Linked DNA regions of Gossypium hirsutum: region 2 is linked to region 1. Evidence: chromatin contacts called from public Hi-C data. All regions are on one chromosome and are shown on one strand. The core of a region is the stretch at or near the end of the contact, and the rest is flanking DNA. Distances in the headings are between cores, read along the strand shown.

Region 1 (5,783 bases), core at 2,192-4,691:
ACTGTCGATTCCACAATCACTCACTAAAAACAAAAAAAAATTCCTAAAAAACTTTGCTAGAGAAGAAAACAAAAACGTGCTAGTATAGCAGACTATTTTTTAGTGTTATGTATGTATTTTTTAGATTTTATATAAAAACATAAAAAGATAGAAATACCTTCAAAACAATATTTACCACTTTGTAAAAATAAGGGGTTTTAGTAAATTTAGACTTGAGTTAGGACCCGATTGAAGGTGACACCAACTCAATCGAAACTTTAAATATTAGCATAGATAAGGAGAGAGAACCACTTACACCATTGTAAAATGTAAAACTAAAGTGGTTTAACACACTTTCATAATTTTTTATACTACAATTATTTTAACATTCCAACTGTTATATTTCATACTCTATTCATGTAGATCATGCATGTCAAGTTTCACATAAATTGAAAAATTTTAAGTAGTTGTTGTATGTAAAAAGAAACTTTAAACCATTAAATATATATTAATATAGACAATATTTTAAATCGATATGATAGAGATATCAGATCAATCTAAAATTTACATGTATAACTAGTACAAATATCTTGATAAATTAGAAGATTAGATTATTTAAGGGGGAGGGATCCACTTACATGGTGTAAAAACTAAAGTAGTTTTACGTACTTCCGTAACTATTTATATGATTAATATTTTAGTGATCTAACCGTTGAATTTATCAATATAATTGTATTTGTCATGCATGTAAATTTTCGAAATGATCTGATATTTTTATCATATCGATATAAAATACTTTATATATTAATATATATATTCAATTGTTGAATTTTTTTACATAAAAAAAAGTTAGAAGTTTTAAATTTACATCAAATTTGACATGCATGATCTACATGAATAGACCATAAAATATAATGGTTGAATCATTAAAATATTAACCATATAAATAGTTATGAAAGTGTGTAAAACAATTTTATTTTTTGTATTGTGTAAGTAGATCCATCCTATTTTTTAAATATTAATTGTATAAAAATGAGGAAATGGTGGACAACCATTGAATCCCTCCATAATGTACAAATATGGTATATTCTCAATATTTTTTTTTGACGTAAACACCGAGAGATTTATTAGAAATAAAAAAAATAAAGAGTCAAATACAAAAAACCAAACAAATGATAAAACTAATAAACCAACCTTAGCTGTAAAGCACTACAGAGGAAAAACAACTTAACTCTCGGTAAAACTTAGTGGGAAAGATGGAACGACAAATCAATACCCACTTCTATCTCAACAGCAGATCAAGAAAAACCCAAAAATTTCTCCAGCCAAAAACCCCACACAGAGCACCCTTCAAGACTAAGAAGTCATGCCCACAAGATCTCTGGCCAAGTAAACTTCTGCCACTACCGGTAAGTCCTGTACCCAGAAACTATCTTCCGAAATCAACATCCTCTCTTTTGCTAACATATGAGCCACCATGTTCGCTCGTCTGTCAACATGCTAAAAGGAAATACACTGAAAAGAACTTGCTTGTATCTTTATTTCTTCGATGTAAGTCCTCATGTCTGAAAAATCTGGAAGAACTTGGTTTATTTTAGCAATCGTAGTTCTAGAATCACCCTCATTTGCACATGAGTAAAACCCATATCCCTAGCGAAATCCAGAGCCTGAAGGCAGGCTATAGCCTCAGCAGTGAACGAATCTGAGACAAACTTATTAAAAATGGTTCCGTATCCCATCACCTGACCCCTAGAATTTCTGATAATAAAACCAGAAGATGACTGACGAAGAGTTATTCTAAATGCAGCAACGAAATTTACCTTAACAAAAGGTTCTTGAGGAGGCATCCAAATGGGATTCATTTTGTTCACCGGAGCAGGTATTCTCTCTTTCAACTTACACATCTCCTTTATAATACTGAAAGTAAGAGAGCAGATATCTTCGGCTGATTGTCGCTTTCCCTCCATTGTGCGTTTATTTCGGGCTTGCCAGAGTGCCCAGGCTGTGGTTGTAGCAATTTCACCAAAATCATGCCTTCTGTCTTGAAAAACCAAGTTGAGCTAGGTACAAAAATCCATACTCTCATTGAAATTTGACTAGTCAACTCCCATTGATTGCCAAACATCTTTCGCAGGTCCACAAACTAGGAGAGTATGCATGAAATTCTCCGAGGCTTCACCATAGCTAGGGCAACTTGGGGAAGAGCTAAAACGTCTATTGTATAGATTAACAGTAGCAGGAATATAATCTTTTGTAAATCGCCAAACAGCGATTCTGATCTTTGGGGGAAGATTTAATTCCCAAATATTTTTGTAAACTCCTGAAGAGTCAGTATTCATAGCGTCTTCAACCCGCGAACCAACAAGACAGCGATACCCACTACGAACCGTATACCTGCCAAAGTTATCAGCAAACCACACCATTCTATCTTTAGAGTTGTAAACCGAAAGAGGAATGCAACAGATTACAATAGCTTCCAAAGGGGTAAAACACCTACTATTTAAATCCACTTTCCAGGACTTAGTAGAATAATCAATAAGCTCTGACACTTTGTCAAACATGCTGTTTGCAGGAGTAGCGTGAATTTTTCCCCCTGCCCAACGAGGTAACCAACAATCTTGCAAAATTGATATTTGGGAACCTGATCCCACTTTCTAGCCCAAACCATCTTCTAAAACCTTTCTGGCCGCAAAAATACTCTTCCAAGTATACGACGGATTAGTGCCTAATGTGACATTCCAAAATGAGGTATGGGGATAGTACCTAGCTTTATAAATACGTCCCAATAAAGAATTCAGATTAGTAACTAACCTCCAACCTTGTTTCGCTAAAAAGGCAATATTAAACTTGCCAAGATCCCTAAAACCCATACCACCACAATTTTTAGGGATACTGAGATTAGCCTAGTTACACCAGTGCATTCCATTTCAAGTTGAACTTTTTTGCCACCAAAACCTACTCATGATACTTTCAAGCTTCATACGCAACGTCTTAGGAAACAGGAAACACAACATCGAGTATGTAGAAATAGCTTGAAGGACCGTTTTAATAAAAACTTCTTTTCCACCTTGAGAAAGAAGTCTATCTCCCCAACTCTGAACTTTCATCCTCATCCTATCACAAATATGTTGAAACACATCCTTCTTTTTCCTCCCAACCATCGTAGAGAGACCCAAATATCTTTCCATACATAGTGATCGCCGAACTCCTAACATCTGCACCAAACGACTACAAGAAATATCAGAGACATTTGAGCTGAAGAAAATCTGTGACTTATCAAGGTTTATCTTCTGCCTTAACGCAGTTTCATAACGTTTCAAAATATCCATCAAAACCCGCCCTCCTGTATCGTTTGCATCGCCAAAAATAATACTGTCATGAACAAAAAATAGGTGAGTGACAGCAGGGCTTCCTCTACAAACTTTCACCCCTCTTAAGTTGCATGTCTGAACAGCAGAATCTAATAAAGCTGATAAGCCCTCCGTACAAATCAGAAAAAGGTAGGGGCTTAAAGGATCCTCTTGATGTAGTCCACTTTGAGGGAAAAAATTCTCACTCGAGGACCCATTGAAATTGACAGTATAAGACACCAAGGAGATACAATAAATTATCAAACTAATCCATTCCGACGCAAAACCCATATGCTTCATCATTCCTTCTAAAAAACCTCATTCCACTCTATCGTAAGCTTTGCTCATGTCAAGCTTTAACGCAAAAAAACCTTTTTTTCCCTTTTCTCCTCTTTTTCAAAGCATGTAAAATTTCATATGCCACAAGGACATTATCTAAGATTAGTCTACCCGGCACAAACGCTCCTTGAGCATGATCAATGCATTGGTCCAAAACCAATTTCAATCTATTAGCAATGGTCTTAGAAATTATTTTGTATAAGACTGAACATAGACTAATAGGGCGAAATAGAGACATCATATCTGCATCACTTACTTTGGGAATGAGAATAATCTTGGTAGAATTAACTTCATGAAGTGAAGTCTCCCTATTAATGACTTGTAAACAAAACTTCGCTACATCCTGTCCGATTTTGTGCCAGAACTTTTGAAAGAAAATAACATGAAAACCATCAACTCCTGGCACTTTAGTCGGCTCTATCTCCCAAAGAGCCTCTCTGATTTCCTCAACCTTGAACTCACGCAATAGTTTTTCATTCATAGATGGAGACATTCTTGAGGAAACTCCTCCATACGTATTATCATCATCCCTCTGCCAAGAACTAGTAAATAATTCCTTAAAATAGCTGACTGTCGTCTTCATCATCTCATCTTCCTCAGTAATAACCGAACCATCCTCACATTTGAGTCTCATGATCTTATTCATACGGCGTTTGTTAGAAGTAAGACTGTGGAAAAATTTTATATTATGATCCCCATTCTTAAGCCAATTAGATCGGGCCTTCTGTTCCTAGTACATTTTGGTTTTATCTATTTCCAGATTAAGATCTAGCTTAGCTTCAATAATTTCCTCCAAGGTCTCGTCATTAGGAGGGGTGTTGTCAAGAGTATTCAATCTGCTTTTAAAAGAAATCACTTTACCATATTTCTCCCTCCTAATCCTCATTGCCCATCTACTGAGACCTTTGCCAACAGCATGGAGACGCTTCGGAACATTAAGATGCTTATTCAATTCTCACAAAAACTTAACTTCAGCATAACATGACTTCCAATAACCATATTTTTTCAAATCGGAAATCTCGATTCTTAACTACATATTTATCATTAGCAAAAAAAATCAGAATCAAGGAAAATAGGGCAATGATCCGAAGTCGAATTTGGTAAATGAACAAGCTTATAATTAGAGAAAGAATTATACCATTGGAAATTCGCAACTCCTCTATCTAATCTTTCTCGAATATTGGTAGACTCAAAATTCCCCCTTTCCCAAGTATACCAACGACTGGTAACCAAGATCCGTGAGTCCACAATAATCCAAAGCATCTCTGAAAGCTTCAATTTGTTTTTCCCCTCTAAGTCTTCCTCCACATTTCTCTTGATTAGATAATATTTCATTAAAATCACCCAACACGACCCATGCTTCCGAAAAATTATGACTGAGGTTTCTAAGCAGATTCCAAGAACCAATTCTATCTCTAACATCAGGAGCTCTGTAAAACTCAGTAAGACGCCAATCAGGTCTATTTTTGTTATTAATGACCATAACATCAATGCAATTGTCATTATAACCCAATTGTCGAATATCAACCTCATTAGTCCATCCAACAGAAAGACTACCCCTAGTACCATTGGCCGCAACCTCAATTCCATTCTGATACCTGAACTTTCTCCTTATTCTTTCCATTCTACTTCTATCAACTTTAATTTCCATAAAGAAAAAAATATGGGGGCGATTTTTTTCAGAAAATGCTGAACACGTCGGACCAACCATGGATTCCCCAGTCCACGGACGTTCCAACTTAAAATTTTCATAATATTCGGCTGACCCGCTCCCCAGGTTCAGCTGATATCTCATTTTGATAAAAGTTCGTCCGTTCCCTATGCCTTTCAGAAGAATCGCTTTGAATTGCAACTTCCTGCACAAAATTGGGCCTCAATTTTTTTTCCTTCATTGACAAGAATAGGCCCTTCCTCATTCATTGATCCATCATCCATAAAATCCTCTTCATTAATGCTATTGCCTTGGGGGGGAAAAGACTTACCCATCAAGTTTAACCCCAAATTTGCTTCATAAATGCGCATCAAATTAGGAATATGTTGATTCCTAAAATCGCTCCCTGAATTTGATCCTGATGCCCCTGCCATTACTCCCCAATCTGTAACGGAATCCCTAAG
Region 2 (5,783 bases), core at 1,974-4,473, 470 kb after region 1:
CGTTTCCACCGTATGGCCGCTAAAAGGGTAAGCTATTACGGCGTTTTACCAAAACGCCACTAATAAACCAATAAAACGAAGACGTTTTAATATAAACAAAATCAACTTTAGCGGCGTTTATAAACTAGCGCCGCTAAATCTGAACCTACTGCGGCGCTTTGCCACAAACGCCACTAACAAATCCTATAAAACGGCGCCGTTTAGTTTTAAAACATGATGATCTTTTGCGGCGTTTTTGGAAAAACGCCGCTATTGCATACCTTTTGCGGCGTTTATGGAAAACGCCGCTAATGCCTTTAAAATTTTAAATTATTTAATATATAAATAAAAAATAATATAAATTAAAAAACAATAAGTTATATAGCCAAAAAACTTTAATTTTATTTTAAATAATAGTATTTTAATTTTTTCATTTAAATAAATAATTTTTTAAAATTTAACTAATATTTAAAAGAGCTGCATAAAATTTGAAATCTTAAAAATTATTGAAAATTTGAAATCATTAAAATTTGAAATTATGTAATATATAAATTAAAAAAATCAGTCATATACCCAAAAAACTTTAAAATTAATTATTTTAAATAATAGTATTTCAAATTTTAATTAAATTTTTTAACACTAATTATCCTAAACCCTTAACCCATGTCCTCTTAACCCCTAAACCCCTCAACCCTAAACCATTAACCCTTAATCTTTAAAATTTAAACACTAAACCCTAAACCATGTCCCCTTAACCCTTAAACCCCTCAACCTTAAACCATAAACCCTTAATCCCTAAACTTTAAACACTAAACCCTAAACTATATCCCTTTAACCCCTTAACTCTTAACAATTAACCACTAGACCCTCAACCTTTAAATCTTAACCCCTAAACCATAAACCCCGAATCCCTAAACCTTTAGCCCTTGAACCATAAACCATAAACCATAAACCATAATCCCTAAATCCACAATCAATTATCCATAAACCTTAAAATAATATTAACCCATAAACCATAAGCCCCTAAACCCATAATCCCTAGACCCATGCATAATCCATAAACCTTAAAATATTAACTCGTCATAATCCATAAACCATAAACCCTAAACCATATATACCCTAAACCATGCATAAACCTTAAACTATAATAATGATAATTAATTAAATATTTTAAAATTAATATCATCTCTTTTATGATTATATAAGAATTTATTTAATATATAAATTGACAAACAATCAGTCATATACCCAAAAAGCTTTAAAACTATTTTAAATAATATATACTATATAACATTTTTTATTTTTAACATATATTTTTATATGTTTTTATTTTCAATTTTTTTCTACATGTCATTAATTTAGGGTTTATAGTTTAAGGTTTCAAATTTAAGGTCTATAGTTTATGGGTTTAGGGGCTAAGCATTAGGAGTTAGGGTTAATGGGTTAGGATTTATGGTTAGGGTAGTGTTTAGAGTTTTAAGGGTTTATGGTTTGAGACTTAGGGTTTACAAGTTTGGTAATTTAAGGGTTTAGTGGGTTAGGGTTTAGAGAATGGTGTAGTTAATTTATATTGTTTATAAAGTCAGTTTCAGATATGATCAAAATAAAATCAAAATAAAAATAAGACCTTATTTTATTTGTTATAATTTGGTCCTATCCAAAATAGATAGTTACCTATCCATATCAATTTGCTACTTTTTTTTTATTTTTCAATAAATAATTTGTTATATTTTTAATATATTAAATTTAATATTATCTCTTTTACAACTATATAATAGACTATTTAATATATAAATTAAAAATACTAATTAATCTAAACCTTAAACCCTTAACTACAATCTTTAAAACCCTAAATCATAAAACATAAACCATCAACTCTAAACCAACCCTTAAACCCATAATCTATAAACCTTAAAATAGTTTAGATCTATAGCGGCGTTTTTCCAAAAAGCGCCACTAAAACTCAAATCTATTGCGGCGTTTTTTGAAAAGCGCCACTAAAACTCAAATCCATAGCGATGTTTTTTAAAAAGCGCCGCTAATACTCAATCTATAGCGGCGTTTTTGAGGAAGCGCCGCTATTGCCACTGAAGCTCAAAATAAATGACGCAGTTCAGCTATAGGTCGACCGATAGCGGCGCTTTCTGAAAAACACCACTAATAGCGGCATTTTTGATAAAGCGCCGCTATTGCCACTGAAGCTCACAATAAACAACGCCGTTCGGCTTAATCTTTTAGTGGCATTTTTATAAAAAGCTTTCTTAAAAACGCCGCTAATTCTCGATCTATAGCTGCGTTTTTTTTAAAAACGCCGCTAATACTCGATTTATTCAATTTTTAGTGGCGTTTTCTTTTCAAACGCCGCTAAAAGTCTGTTTTCTTGTAGTGTTATGCTCAAAATTATACTCACGAAAAGCCCGAAGAAATTTATTACTCGCACAACCTTGATAATTCCAAGAAAATATTGATAATTTCGAATCCATAAAAATAGATAGGAATATATTAATAAAAATAAATAACACCAAAAACCTTACTAACAGAACCTTAAAAAATCGTTCTTAAATTCTTTTACCTGGGTCTGGAGCAACAGCTTCTGATTCAGCACTTCGTACCATGGAGACTGTTTGAGCCAACTTAGATATAGAATCACTCAAAGGAATTTTAGAATTATTTTTAGTTCTAAAATTAACCCCTTTCCCTTTTGAGTGATTTTATTAATTTTTTTAGTAGGTCGGAAACCCAATCTTTACTCCCCATCGATTTCCCCAAGTTCCGAATTTTATTACCACCAGGGGATATCACATTAGTCTTCTTTAAAGGGTCCCCTCCAGCTGTTCCTTTCACATTGAAGGACACAGCAGTGTGTCTATTTGAGTTAAAACCACCGGGGAAATCAGCCACTTGGATATCAACCGGTTCTGACATTGAGGAAATTGACATGGTTTGCGCATTTGATCCATCTCCCACGCTCTCCTCCTGTCCACTAAGGACAGGATTAATACAAGAAATATTCATAGATGAAGCATTAATAAAATTCGAAGAAAATTTTAAACATTCTGCGCCAATCGGATTTTTAATGGAAGGAATAATCAATGAATTAGTGCAGCCCCCTGCTTCATTAATAGAACGATTCGGCGCTATGCAAGAATGGCCCAAAATTTCATTGGCCTGATCCAGCTCACTACCAGGCTTGTCCGTATTTGTGTTTGGCCTTATTGGGCCGACTGCTCCATTGATTTTATTAGCAGGTAAACGGTCCACTGGACCACTCACAGCTGGCCTGCTTTTATTACCAGTTGACCGACTGACATCCTCATTAACAGCCCCCATCTGCTCCTTTCTGAAATAGAGTTTTCCCAATTTTTCATCCGCAAATTCTCAATAAATTTTCCAGATTTGAAGATATCCTTCAATTCAGCCGTTTGACCCTCATTTCCTTTATTAATTTCAGCTTCCAAATCCAAAACTTCCATATCTACTAAAGCATCAAATCGAGAACCTGATTTTCTTTCCCGAAAACTAGCTTTGCAGGAATTACTACTCCTGAAATTTCGCACTGCTTTCTTCTCCACTACCATCCAAGGCCCGTAAACGGCGCTTTCACCTTCGCTGACCTCCTTAGCCTGAGTAACTCCCGACTGGTCCTTCTCCGATGAAGCCTCTGGTTGCAATGAGCCGCAAAATTCTTTGGTATGTCCATATTTCCTACATGTAAAACAAATCGTAGGAAGACCTTCATATTCAACCTTCTGATACAAACCATTAACACGAACTTGAGCAATCAGGGGCTTATCCAGGTTGTTGTAGACGGCCATCCTAGCAAATCTGCCTCTAGCTCTGCTATCCGTGTTAAAATCTAACCGGAGCACTTTGCCAATGGTCCCTTCAATTTCCTCAATTATTTTCTTTTTGTACAGGTACCCTGGAACGCCTAGAAGTCTTATCCAAGCCATCACCATGGTTGGATATGGTTGTGAGGGGGTAAACTCTTTGGTCCAAGGTTGGACAGTCAAATATTATCCATAAATTAACCAGCCCTGCGACAGTACTTTAGCATAATCGCCAGTTGATTGAAACTTAGCCAGAAAATATCCATTCTCAATATCCATGAGATGGAAGGGCATGGATGGATTCCATAGGCTACTGATACGACTGTGAAGCGCCCCATACCCAACATTCCTTCCAAGCAATTTTAAGACAACCGTGGACTCCATTTCTTTAAATAAAATTTGTTGGATTCTTTCAGAAAAAGTCAATAGTAGGAATTCCATTGACGAAAGATTATGTATATCTCCATCCAAAAATTCCAGATCTTCATCAGCACTAACACCAGGAGACTCCAACCCTTTCTTATTCAGAGACCCAAAAGTAACCCCCAAAAGTTTGTCCTTCCAAGAGATCGTAGGGCCAAAACTGGATTCAACCACCATATCAATAATTTCCTCTTCACTACCATTTTTGAACTGGACTTTTTTCGTGTTGCAATCAGCAACTACCTGATCAACACCACCATCTTCATCTTCCGGCAGAGAAGAAATAGCATCAACAGACAGAGAGTTTTCCATTTTTTTATTCATTATAAAATTTTCTTACTAATCAAGTAAACGTATACATAGTGTAAATCATGGCGATGGTAAATATATTTATTAAACATATATTTGGATATAGTCTCCAAATTATTATATATTTACAAAGTTTGGGCTTTTATTGGTTTTTGTCTTTAAAAAAAAATTAGTTGATTTTCATGCTGGTTGGCATGTGAATGTATATTGTATGAAGATTTTGGCTAATGAATTGGGATTTTCCAGTTGGAATGTATCACTTTCACTCTGATCACCAAAAGTGGGTGAAACAAAATCACGATATAGATTCTATTCTTGTGTAGTGAAATAACTTCTTATGGACCCTGGAATAAGAAAAGGTTTGTGCACTAAACAAAAACTCACTTACACCTAATTTTAATTATTAAGTTTTATTCTAATTTAGTTAGTTTTGATATTATTATTATAAGAGAAAGTGGATTCAAGTGTTTTAAAGCGCCATTATTTTTTTTATTTAAAGATTAAAGAGTAGTTAAGTCTACATTTATGTAATTTATAAAAGAAGAAATTTAAAATAAAATCTTTTTTTCTTTTTGAACGAATATAATAGATGTTGTTAATATAATTTTAAATTGTAACTTTAAAAAATTATAAAATTAACTTTTTAGAAATTATAACTTAAAATATATATGAATCAATGGTATTCTTAGGTTTTGTTCAAGTCTAATTTTGTGATTGATTTTAATTTGCAAATGCATAATTTATCATATTAATTTAGTATTTTTAATTTTTATATATATATTTCTTAGTATTGAATGTAATAATATAAGGAGAATTCGGATTCAACTTTAAGAATAATATTATTAAAATAATCTCAAAATATGAAAGGAATTTTAATTTTAAAAAAAATTAAAAATAATTTTCGTAATAAAAAAGGCTCCATGATTATGGTTAAGGTTGTTGATTGTTTAGGATGCGATGAGCAGCTGTCAATGCTGTTTCCCATAGAGGCATGGATTCGCTTAGCCATTTCCTCTCTGTATCTTTACTGTATTCCCTTTTTTTTTTCACTCAAATGGAGAATAATCAGCTTAAGATATTTTTAAAAAGAATTTAAATTTAAATTTAAATTCAGTTATTAATAAAAGAGTAAACTACAAAAACAGTTATCCAACTATGTCTTTAATTCTATTTTTATCAATTTATTCACTAATTTTTTGAAATTAAATATTTTAATTACATTTCTATTAGTTATTGTTAAAT

What was found. A called contact is a pair of places that touch in the nucleus more often than the background predicts.
Region 2: a Hi-C map of fibers shows a contact between it and region 1, with 5 times the contacts expected there. The contact joins two enhancer-like sites. A contact is called at or near these places in 7 of 34 Hi-C or Micro-C datasets (fibers, hypocotyl and leaf).

Annotation. Positions count from the first base shown.
Region 1 is chrA12:48,917,845-48,923,627 of Gossypium_hirsutum_v2.1, forward strand. No RefSeq gene overlaps it. Among protein-coding and RNA genes, the nearest start is that of LOC121210789, 14 kb to the left of the region's middle. Within about 2 kb of position 3,442, at least 5 of the 9 cell types and tissues checked have an H3K27ac peak or open chromatin away from gene starts, as enhancers often do. A contact at or near this core is called in fibers and hypocotyl, where this site is marked.
Region 2 is chrA12:49,392,003-49,397,785 of Gossypium_hirsutum_v2.1, forward strand. No RefSeq gene overlaps it. Among protein-coding and RNA genes, the nearest start is that of LOC107939649, 16 kb to the right of the region's middle. Within about 2 kb of position 3,224, at least 9 of the 9 cell types and tissues checked have an H3K27ac peak or open chromatin away from gene starts, as enhancers often do. A contact at or near this core is called in fibers and hypocotyl, where this site is marked.